Linked DNA regions of Rattus norvegicus: region 2 is linked to region 1. The links are chromatin contacts, called in public HiChIP or PLAC-seq maps. All regions are on one chromosome and are shown on one strand. The core of a region is the stretch at or near the end of the contact, and the rest is flanking DNA. Distances in the headings are between cores, read along the strand shown. Region 1 holds the start of Vps37c (VPS37C subunit of ESCRT-I). Region 2 holds the start of Prpf19 (pre-mRNA processing factor 19).

Region 1 (4,261 bases), core at 1,652-4,151:
ATCACAGAGAGCTATTCACTTTCAGCCCAGGAGTCAACTATGAATGAGGCCTTGAGGTCACGATGGGTAATGGGGTGCGGAGGTCCACTGGGTGACTGTGTTAGATTCAAGTACAGAGGGAAGGCTAGAGGGCAAGCTTGATTACCTCAGGTCCTTGCAATTGCAACCCCTCCTTTCTGGGATGTTCTTTTAATTATGGTTTCTTTTCTTCTTTAAAACATTTTAGTTTTATTATTATTATTATTTTTTTCAGAGCTGAGGACCGAACCCAGGGCCTTGCGCTCGCTAGGCAAGCGCTCTACCACTGAGCTAAATCCCCAACCCCAGTTTTATTATTTTTAAGTGTGTGTGTGTGTGTGTGTACACGCATGCATGTCATGCATGTCTGTGCAGAGGCCATAATGGGGCATCGGATCCTCTGGAGCTAGAATTAGAGGAGGTTGTGGGTTACCTGACCTGGGTGCTAAGAACTAAGCTTGAGTTCCCTTTAAGAGAAATACAAACTAGTGAGCAATCTCTCTAGCCCCATCATGGAGTATCTTGACAGAGGATGAGTTCTGGGTCTCTCCTTGGCATTACACATGGGGAACTAAGTGCCAGGAAACAGAAGGGACTTGGCTAAGATTAATGTGGTTTAGTGGCACAGCATGAACTGGGACTTGGAACTGGAGGGTCCCAGGTTGAGTCCTGGCAAAGTGTCTTCCAGCTGTGAGGTTTAGTCAGGTAGCTGGGAGTGGTCAGCTGAAGAGTTGAAAGGTTAGTTTGTGGCTTCCTGGCCCAGCCTGTGGGTCCAGAGGTGTCCTGACCTCCAACTAGTGTGGGGCTGCTTTGGGGATTCTATGAAGCCATGTCAAGGCATCCTTCCTAGTGCCTCCTTTCACAAGAGACCATTTCCTGTCACTGCTCTCCCTCCCTCCTATCATGCTCCAAGTCTGGTTATTCAAAAAGTCTACCACCACAGCTTGGCATTGACTGACCCAGTGTCTGCAGCAGGCTCTGTCTATTTTTCAGGTTCTGGTTGTTTGGGCTTTAGCTTTAAAAGTTTCCAGCACCTGCATATAATGATGCACAAAATGGAGTCTGCTTGTCAGCTGAAAATTAAAAAAAAAAAATCACACAGCATAAGAGATGACAAAAACAGTGAGGTTCGCTGCCCTGGCTGGCTCTCCCAACCATAGAGAAATTGTCAAGCAGGCTTTCTGGAAGCTGCTGTTAACAGTCCTCACTCTGACTTCTCGTTCTTGCAAAATGATATATTTGCAAAACAAACAGCATTGAGCTCCAGCGTGTTGACTGGCACCCAAAGAGTTGGTAGGTAGCACCTCAAGCAAGGCATCTGTGTGTGTAGCTGTCTTCTGTCCTGATTCCTTCTGAGTAACTGTGCTCAAGGTAGGGGATGTGGTTCAGCTGGCAGCGTGCTTGGCTAGCATGTGTGAGGTCCTGGGTTCTCTCTCCAGCATGGCAGCTGTGCACCTGGCAGGGAGAGGTGGGAGGTTACTCTTGACTACTTTGAGAGTTCTAGGACAGCACAGGTGACTCGAGACCCAAGAACCCTGTCTCAAAAAAAAAAAATCTGATTGATGAAGGTGGATTATGTGACACAAAGCCCATGAAGTAAAGGGGAGGAAGTTCTGACCAATGGGAACGATGATGATCATTTTAGATCTAGAACATGAAGTAGAAAATTTGGGATATCCTGTCGAAATTCGATGACCTAAAAGAGAAACTCATGAAACAGACGTTCCCAGGAAAAAAAAAATGGCCAGGGCTCTGTTTATAAGGCTGGTGACGAATAAGAACTTGATTGTGGGGGTTGGGGATTTAGCTCAGTGGTAGAGCACTTGCCTAGCAAACGCAAGGCCCTGGGTTTGGTACCCAGCTCCAAAAAAAAAAAAAAAAAAAAAAAAAAAAAAAAAAAGAAAAGAAAAAAAAAAAAGAACTTGATTGTAGGGGTTGGGATGCTGCAGATACAAGGTCACATTGTCCCATAATTATTGTTAGTCTCCTTAATAACCATTGCTCATGTCTTACCACATATCAATGTGATTATCAGGTAAACCTTTTGGGATGCAGACTCCAAAGCTAAAATGTAGTCAAACAGCATCTCAGACCCAAGCAGAGATTTCTCCTAATTCCTCATTATCTACTGACCTGATGGCCTCAGAAATGTATCTGAAAAATGCCTTGGTGTATGCCTTGTTCTGTTACTTTACAAACTTCACAAAACACTTCTACATTGGAACAGGTTATTTAAGTCAAACTGAATTTGTGTCCCATGTCATGGTCACTCTTACTTGACTCAGAACAAAGTGTCTCTTATTCCCGTTGAGATGAGAGCTGCTTTGTGTGGACAGAAGTCAGATTCAAGTGCAGGAGGAGGCCTTGCATGACAGAGCCCAGGCATTGACATGGTTTTCTTAGGCTGGAAGCTAATATCCCAGGGTCCCCATAACCACTGTGGCCAAAAGGGAATGGCGTTCACCTCTTAGGTCTGGTTTGTTCTTATCCCTTCCTGGAGCTTGTCACCCTGGGCGAGTGAGGATGGATGAAGTCTGATGCTTACACAGAACTACCCATCTACAGACGACTAAGTGCAATCTAGGGTCCTGACAAAGGGTACATAGCAGGGTCTGAAGGGGACACTTAGGACCTCAGCCATTATAGTCTTAGGGTCAAACTATAAAAAGGAGTGTGCACAGCAGGTCAGGGATACCATGGTGCAAGACTAGGCCATTTGGACTTTCCCTTTGGAAATTCCATGCTTGTTTCTCAGGATACTTCAGAACTTTTGTCAAATGAAGCCAAGCCTGCAAGTCTGCGCAGGCGCACTAGTAATGGGCGGAGCCCTGCGTCGGGGGCGGAGTTAGGGGTGGGGCCTTCTCTGCGCGGGCGGGGCCGAGTGGCCTTCCGCGGGTGTTGCTCCTGAAGCCACCCGCGTATGAGTGCCGGTATCGTGGCCATCCCGAGGCCCACAAAGCAGGACGCCGGGAGCGCGGCGGAGGGGCACTGCGGCTCGCTCCCGGCTGGACGCGGGAGGAAGTCACATCCGGTAGGGGCGGGCTCGTGGATTCCGGAAGTGCAGGCAGCGGCTGATTGCCCGTGGCGGCGGCTCCGGTAGGTGAGCACCGCTGGGGAGGGTCTTGGGCAGCGGCGGACGGTGGCGAACCGTGCTGGGGGCGTTGCCGGCGAGCTCTGAAGCCTTCCGCCGGCTGGGTTCCTGGCCGAGGCCAGCGATTGGGCACAATGGGCGCGTGACTCCCTGTGGGCCTGCGCCCCTGCAGCACGGTGGGAGGGATGGAAGGTGGGAGGCTGTCCTCTCCGGTTGCCTCAGCCCCGCCCCCTCCCACCTATCCGCTAACGCCACGCAGTCCTTCACCCTCTGTAGGAGTATCTTGTGGTCACTATGTCATTGAGAACCTCTTTGCCTCTTGTACGGTTTGGGAAACTGAGGCCTGCGTGTATTCTGACTTGCCCCAGCGATATAGTGGAGTTGGAGGGACTCTGACCTTTGTTTTGCTGGCCTGTGTCTTTCCCCAGGGTAGCAATAGGTGGGGTTCTTCCTCTTTCTTCTGGATCCCGACTTGGATGTCCAGCATGGCTGAGCCATCCTTACTTCTGGGTCTTCCAGGTGTCAAGGACAGCAGTGTATGGTCCCAGCATGTGTCTGGTTCTGCTTTGATTCTTCCCTCACAGCTGGTTAGGGGTGTTCTTCCACTTTTTTGGCGGATCAAGACATTCCCAGAGATGTGTTTGAGTTACTGGTAGAGTTGACTATAATCAGGTTCACATTTCTTGAGTCCAGCCTATACCTTGTCAATCAGATTAGGGCTATCCAGCTTGAGCTAAGGAGCCTCACAGAGTACCAGGGCTCCTTCATTGCTCCATGCCTATTATCCAGGTGTCTCTACCTATAGTGTGTCACTCTATATTCAGTGTCAGCCCTGCAGCTAGAAATGGTGATGAGATAGGGACTTAGAAGGGAAAGACTCTTCTTTGCTTAGTACCTAGGAAGGGACCTGATCTGGGGATTGTGGAATGGAAGGCTGCTGTGTGAAATGGTGGACTCTGAAATGAGTCTTTGTTCTTGGCCATCATAGTGCCCAGAAAAGCCTTTTTCGTAAGATTGTCTTGGAAATCTGGCCCAGTGCCTTTGTCATTTCCATTAAGTAGAAAACATGATGGAGTGCTTCAGTGGGGCTGTTTTTCTGTTGCTGCTTTGCCAAGCAGTAGTTCTGGTTGCATGTTCCGTTGTCCTGTGCTG
Region 2 (4,189 bases), core at 1,452-3,951, 200 kb after region 1:
CACTGGGGTCACACTCTTGGACTCTTGAGAACTAGCAGAGAGTAGTACAGTCTAGTCAAGGAGGACCCAGATACCAAAGAGGATGGTCTAAAAAAATTAATTAAAACAATAGTTACTCAAAATGGGTTGACTAATTAAGCAAAAAACAAAACAAAAAGCCCACCAGAGATTAAGAAAGGATCCACAGAGGGGGCAATACTTAAGATGAGGCCTCAGTTTGCCCTGGAGGGTCTGGCCGGGGCTGGAGATGGGGAAGGAGTTGATGAAAGGTAGCCACATAAACATTTTGAGCCACCTACCTCGGGGACTGCTGGGGCCACTGAAGGGCCAGTGTGGCTGAGAGGAAGATGAGGTGAGACTGCAGGAGCTTGGTTGATCAGATATCTGTGGTTTCTGAACTGACGCATGTCCTTTATTTAGGTCTCAGCAAAAATGTTGCCACCCTTTGGGCTGGTGAGACAGCTCACTGGGGAGAGAAACTTCCTGTCAAGTCTAACAACCTGACTTCGATCCCAAGACCAACATGGGAGGAGTGAACCACTTCTCTCAAGGTCTCCTTTTACTTCTATACATTTGCTGTGGCACATGCATACACATACACTAAAATAAAATTCAAGTGCTAAAAATGAACATCCTCTCTCAGGGGGCATACCTTTCCCATACCCTGCCTAAAGCAGTCGCCCCTCCAATCCCCAGTACCATCTTCTCAACCTGCTCTAATTTATCTTGTATTTAGAGCACCTACCCCTGTCTGGAACTTTCTTCTTATTGTTTATGTGCCCATCATCCCATAGACTGAAATCTATGTCGGCAGTTTTTTTCTTCATCTCATTTCTGCCTCTTAGACCAATTAGATCACATTCAAGGTTTACGTTGGCTATATTTTGTGATTCTAGAATTGGGTAAAACTTCATTCTGTAAGCCAGAATGTGTTCTGACGCCTTGGAGGGGAGTGATTTCCTAGACAGGAAGCAGGAATAAAACAAAGGAAAAGGACGGAGTATGTTTTCCTTGGGAGGTTGGGAGAAGAGGAGGGAAGCACAGAGCTAGCTGGTTAATAGATCAGATCCCTCCTGCTTACTTTTCATAAGGACAATGGCAGCCAGAACAGAGTTATGTTTGCTGCAGTTGGCATGGCTAGAAAATGTGGCCTTCACCTCTTTCTGTCCTGGTTTCTCAGAAGGTCAGAAAGCTAGTTTTAATTTGGTAACATGGAACTCCAGTGTGACTCACTCCATTTTAGTTTTACTTTATCTACTTACCTTTTTTCTGAGGTAAGTTCTCAATGTGCCACCAAGCCCAGACTATTTATTTATTTTAGTGTGTGTGTGTGTGTGTGTGTGTGTGTGTGTGTTGGAGGATAATATGCAGAAGTCAGTTCTCTCCTTCTGCCACGTGGGTCTTGGTGACTGAACTCAGGTATCAGGCCCAGCGGCCGGTCTGGTTTTTGTTAGAGAAAACATAAACAGTTGGTAGGTGGCGGGGAACCGTTGTTCTAACAAATATCGGAGGCAGGCTACTTTAAAGAAAAGAGGGCCCTCTTGGCTCAAAGTTCTAGAAGCACAAGGTTCACAGGGAATGACACAGGCAATGTCTAGGGCCTCTTCTGGTGTCACAACTATGGAAGTCAACTCATGCATTTGTGCCTGTTCACTTTCTTTCCTATAAGAACCCCACCAGGATTCTTGTTATGTCCTATTCTAATTCCAAAGATCCCACCTCTAAATGCCACAGTTAAGCCAGATAGTAATGACACATCCCTTTGATTTCAGCACTCAAAAGGCAGAGACAGGAAGATCTTTGAGTTTGAGTCAAGTCTTGTCTACAGACTGAGTTCCAGGACAGCCAAGGGCTATACACACACACACACACACACACACACACACACACACACACACACACACACACACAAACCCTGTCTTGAAAAACAGAAACAAAAATGAAACCACAGAAAAACACCATAGTCCTGTTAACTTTCCACTCTTACGGTTTGTTTGTTTATTGGGACATGCTTTCTCTACACAGCCCTGATTGTCCTGGATTAGAACTCACTGTACAGATCAGGCTGGACTTGAACGCGGAGTTCTGCCTGGCTCTGCAGCTCAGTGCCTGTGCTTAAAGACTTGTGCAAACACACCCATCAACTTTCCATTCTTTTAAATATTCACATAAACGCCAGGAATTAAATTCCCTCGAGTTTAGAAAACAGACTATATTTAAAACGTAGCAGGCAACGAAGCCAGGGACTTGCCCAAATTCCCAGAGCAAGAGTAGAGACAGAACCTAGACAGTGTTAGCTTCTTTACTCATTTGTGCTTTATTTACGGGGTCACATTGTTTCTCAAAAGGCAGCCAAGGAACACAGGCTCAGAATCATACCTACAGACTCTCTAAGGCAGACCCTAGGAATCTGCATTTTTACAAGCTCCTGAGAAATCTGTCCTGCACACGAACATTTCAAAGACTAGTGTTCCCTGGGTGACAGCAGCTCCGCCTCAAAAACAGCCTTGGCCAGATTCCTAGGTTTAAGATCCCCGCAGCCTCATGGGAAATGTAGTTTCTGCTCTCCTTCCCGCCTCAGGCCTCTTGGAAAACTCGCCGGAAGAAGCCGAGCCAATGCGGAAACAGCCGAGTGTTCCGAGGCGGGCCTTTTCCTGCTCGGTTGCATGCTGGGAAAGGGCAGTTTCCGTTAGCTGCAGAAGGCTGAGGCGCGCCACCGGCCACCTCCCCACGTGAAGCAGTTGTGCGAGCATCGCCACGCCGGGCAGCTGTCTACCCGCGTCCGAGCGCTCCGGAAGCGGCGGGGGACCGGAAGTGGCCCGCGGAGGCTGCAGAGCTAGTCCGGGAACCCGCTGTGAGGCGACTGGCAGCAGCGCTACGACGGCGCCATGTCCCTGATCTGCTCGAGTGAGTGCTGGCTGCGGCGGGAGGCGGGAGCGTGTGCGGCCGCTGTGGCTCGGGCCCTAGAGCCCCCGGCCCTGCGTGCAGGGTGCATTTGCGCAGTGATGCGCAATTCACGTAGCTGGGAAGAATGACTGTCTCAGGGGTCTTTTGAAGCCAGCGTCGTTTTACAGAGCTGAGACAGGCCTGAGCAGAAGTGGGGGGAGGAGCTGGTGCAGTGAAAAACAGCTCTTGGTGTCAAAAACCCGAGGACGTGTCCAGGATCCGCCTCCGACTGTGATCTGGGCTCTAGCGGGTTTGGGCCTCAGTTTCCCCACCTGCAAAATTGAAAGCATTGCAATGGATATTGCTTGGGAAACCTCGCTTAGGAATTGGAGTTTCTGATTTGCAGAGATCATGCAGTGACTTCGAGACCAGGGCTGGAAGCCAGGTGTCTGGCTTCTAGCCTCGCGCAGTATGACTAATGAAAACAGCGAATGTTTAGAAAACCTGTATTGATTTACGATGCATTTCCAAACGGTGATCTCATTTTATGCTTACAAGAATTGTCTGAAGGGAAATAAAGATCCGTGTGTTACAGAGGTTGTCGGAAGACTTGAAGAATGGGTTTATCCAGGGGTGTGCGACGAAACTAAGCCATGGAGCTCGGTTCTTTGAGCCTGGATCCATGGTTTTCCCATGTAGTATATGGTCTTGTCTTTGGGTGTTGTATTACGGCATTGCGGGTGTTCTCCCAGTTGTTTACCCCATTACTAGTTTCCTCACTTTCTCTCTTTCCCTCTCAGAACGTTGCCATTAATTCAAAGAGGGAAAGGAAGGAGGGAAATGACAAACAGAAAAGGAAGTCTCATAGTGAAGAAATAGCAGTTTGCAAAGTATTTATGAACGATTTGTTTCCTTTTCATCTTTGAAACAACACTCTTACATGCCCAGGGCCATCCTTCCTCTGGTAGGAGAGGGAAAGCTCTCAGAAAGCTTCAGTCGTTGAGTAGTGAGATAAACCTACAGAATAGGACAGGAAAGCCATATACAAAAATAGGGATTTTAAGTACTGAAACAAATACTTAATTACATGTGCATGGAGTCCTGCAAAATTAAGTGACTCTAAGGGAAGACACTGAGAAGGATAGGAGCTTGAAGCCTTGGGTTGTTGACTCACAACCTATGGGAAGGCGAATAGAATTATGTGATGAATAAGAGCTGTTTTGTGATGTGATAAGTCACTATCTTAGAGCGGCCTTCAGAAGAGTCTGATGTGGAGGTAGCTTTCACTTGTCTGCTTGAGTGA

The links. HiChIP or PLAC-seq counts read pairs in DNA pulled down with a chosen protein or histone mark.
Region 2: a contact with region 1 is called in an H3K27ac HiChIP or PLAC-seq map of oligodendrocytes, with 6 times the contacts expected there. The contact joins the promoter of Prpf19 here to the promoter of Vps37c in region 1. A contact is called at or near these places in 1 of 12 Hi-C or Micro-C datasets (Schwann cells) and 1 of 1 datasets of contacts at active chromatin or transcription factors (oligodendrocytes).

Annotation. Positions count from the first base shown.
Region 1 is chr1:216,758,743-216,763,003 of GRCr8, forward strand. Vps37c (VPS37C subunit of ESCRT-I) reads left to right here and starts at 2,902. Exons shown (of 5, transcript NM_001396993.1): 1 at 2,902-3,114.
Region 2 is chr1:216,963,806-216,967,994 of GRCr8, forward strand. It overlaps Prpf19 (pre-mRNA processing factor 19), which reads left to right and starts at 2,702. Exons shown (of 16, transcript NM_139333.3): 1 at 2,702-2,907. The coding sequence starts at 2,889.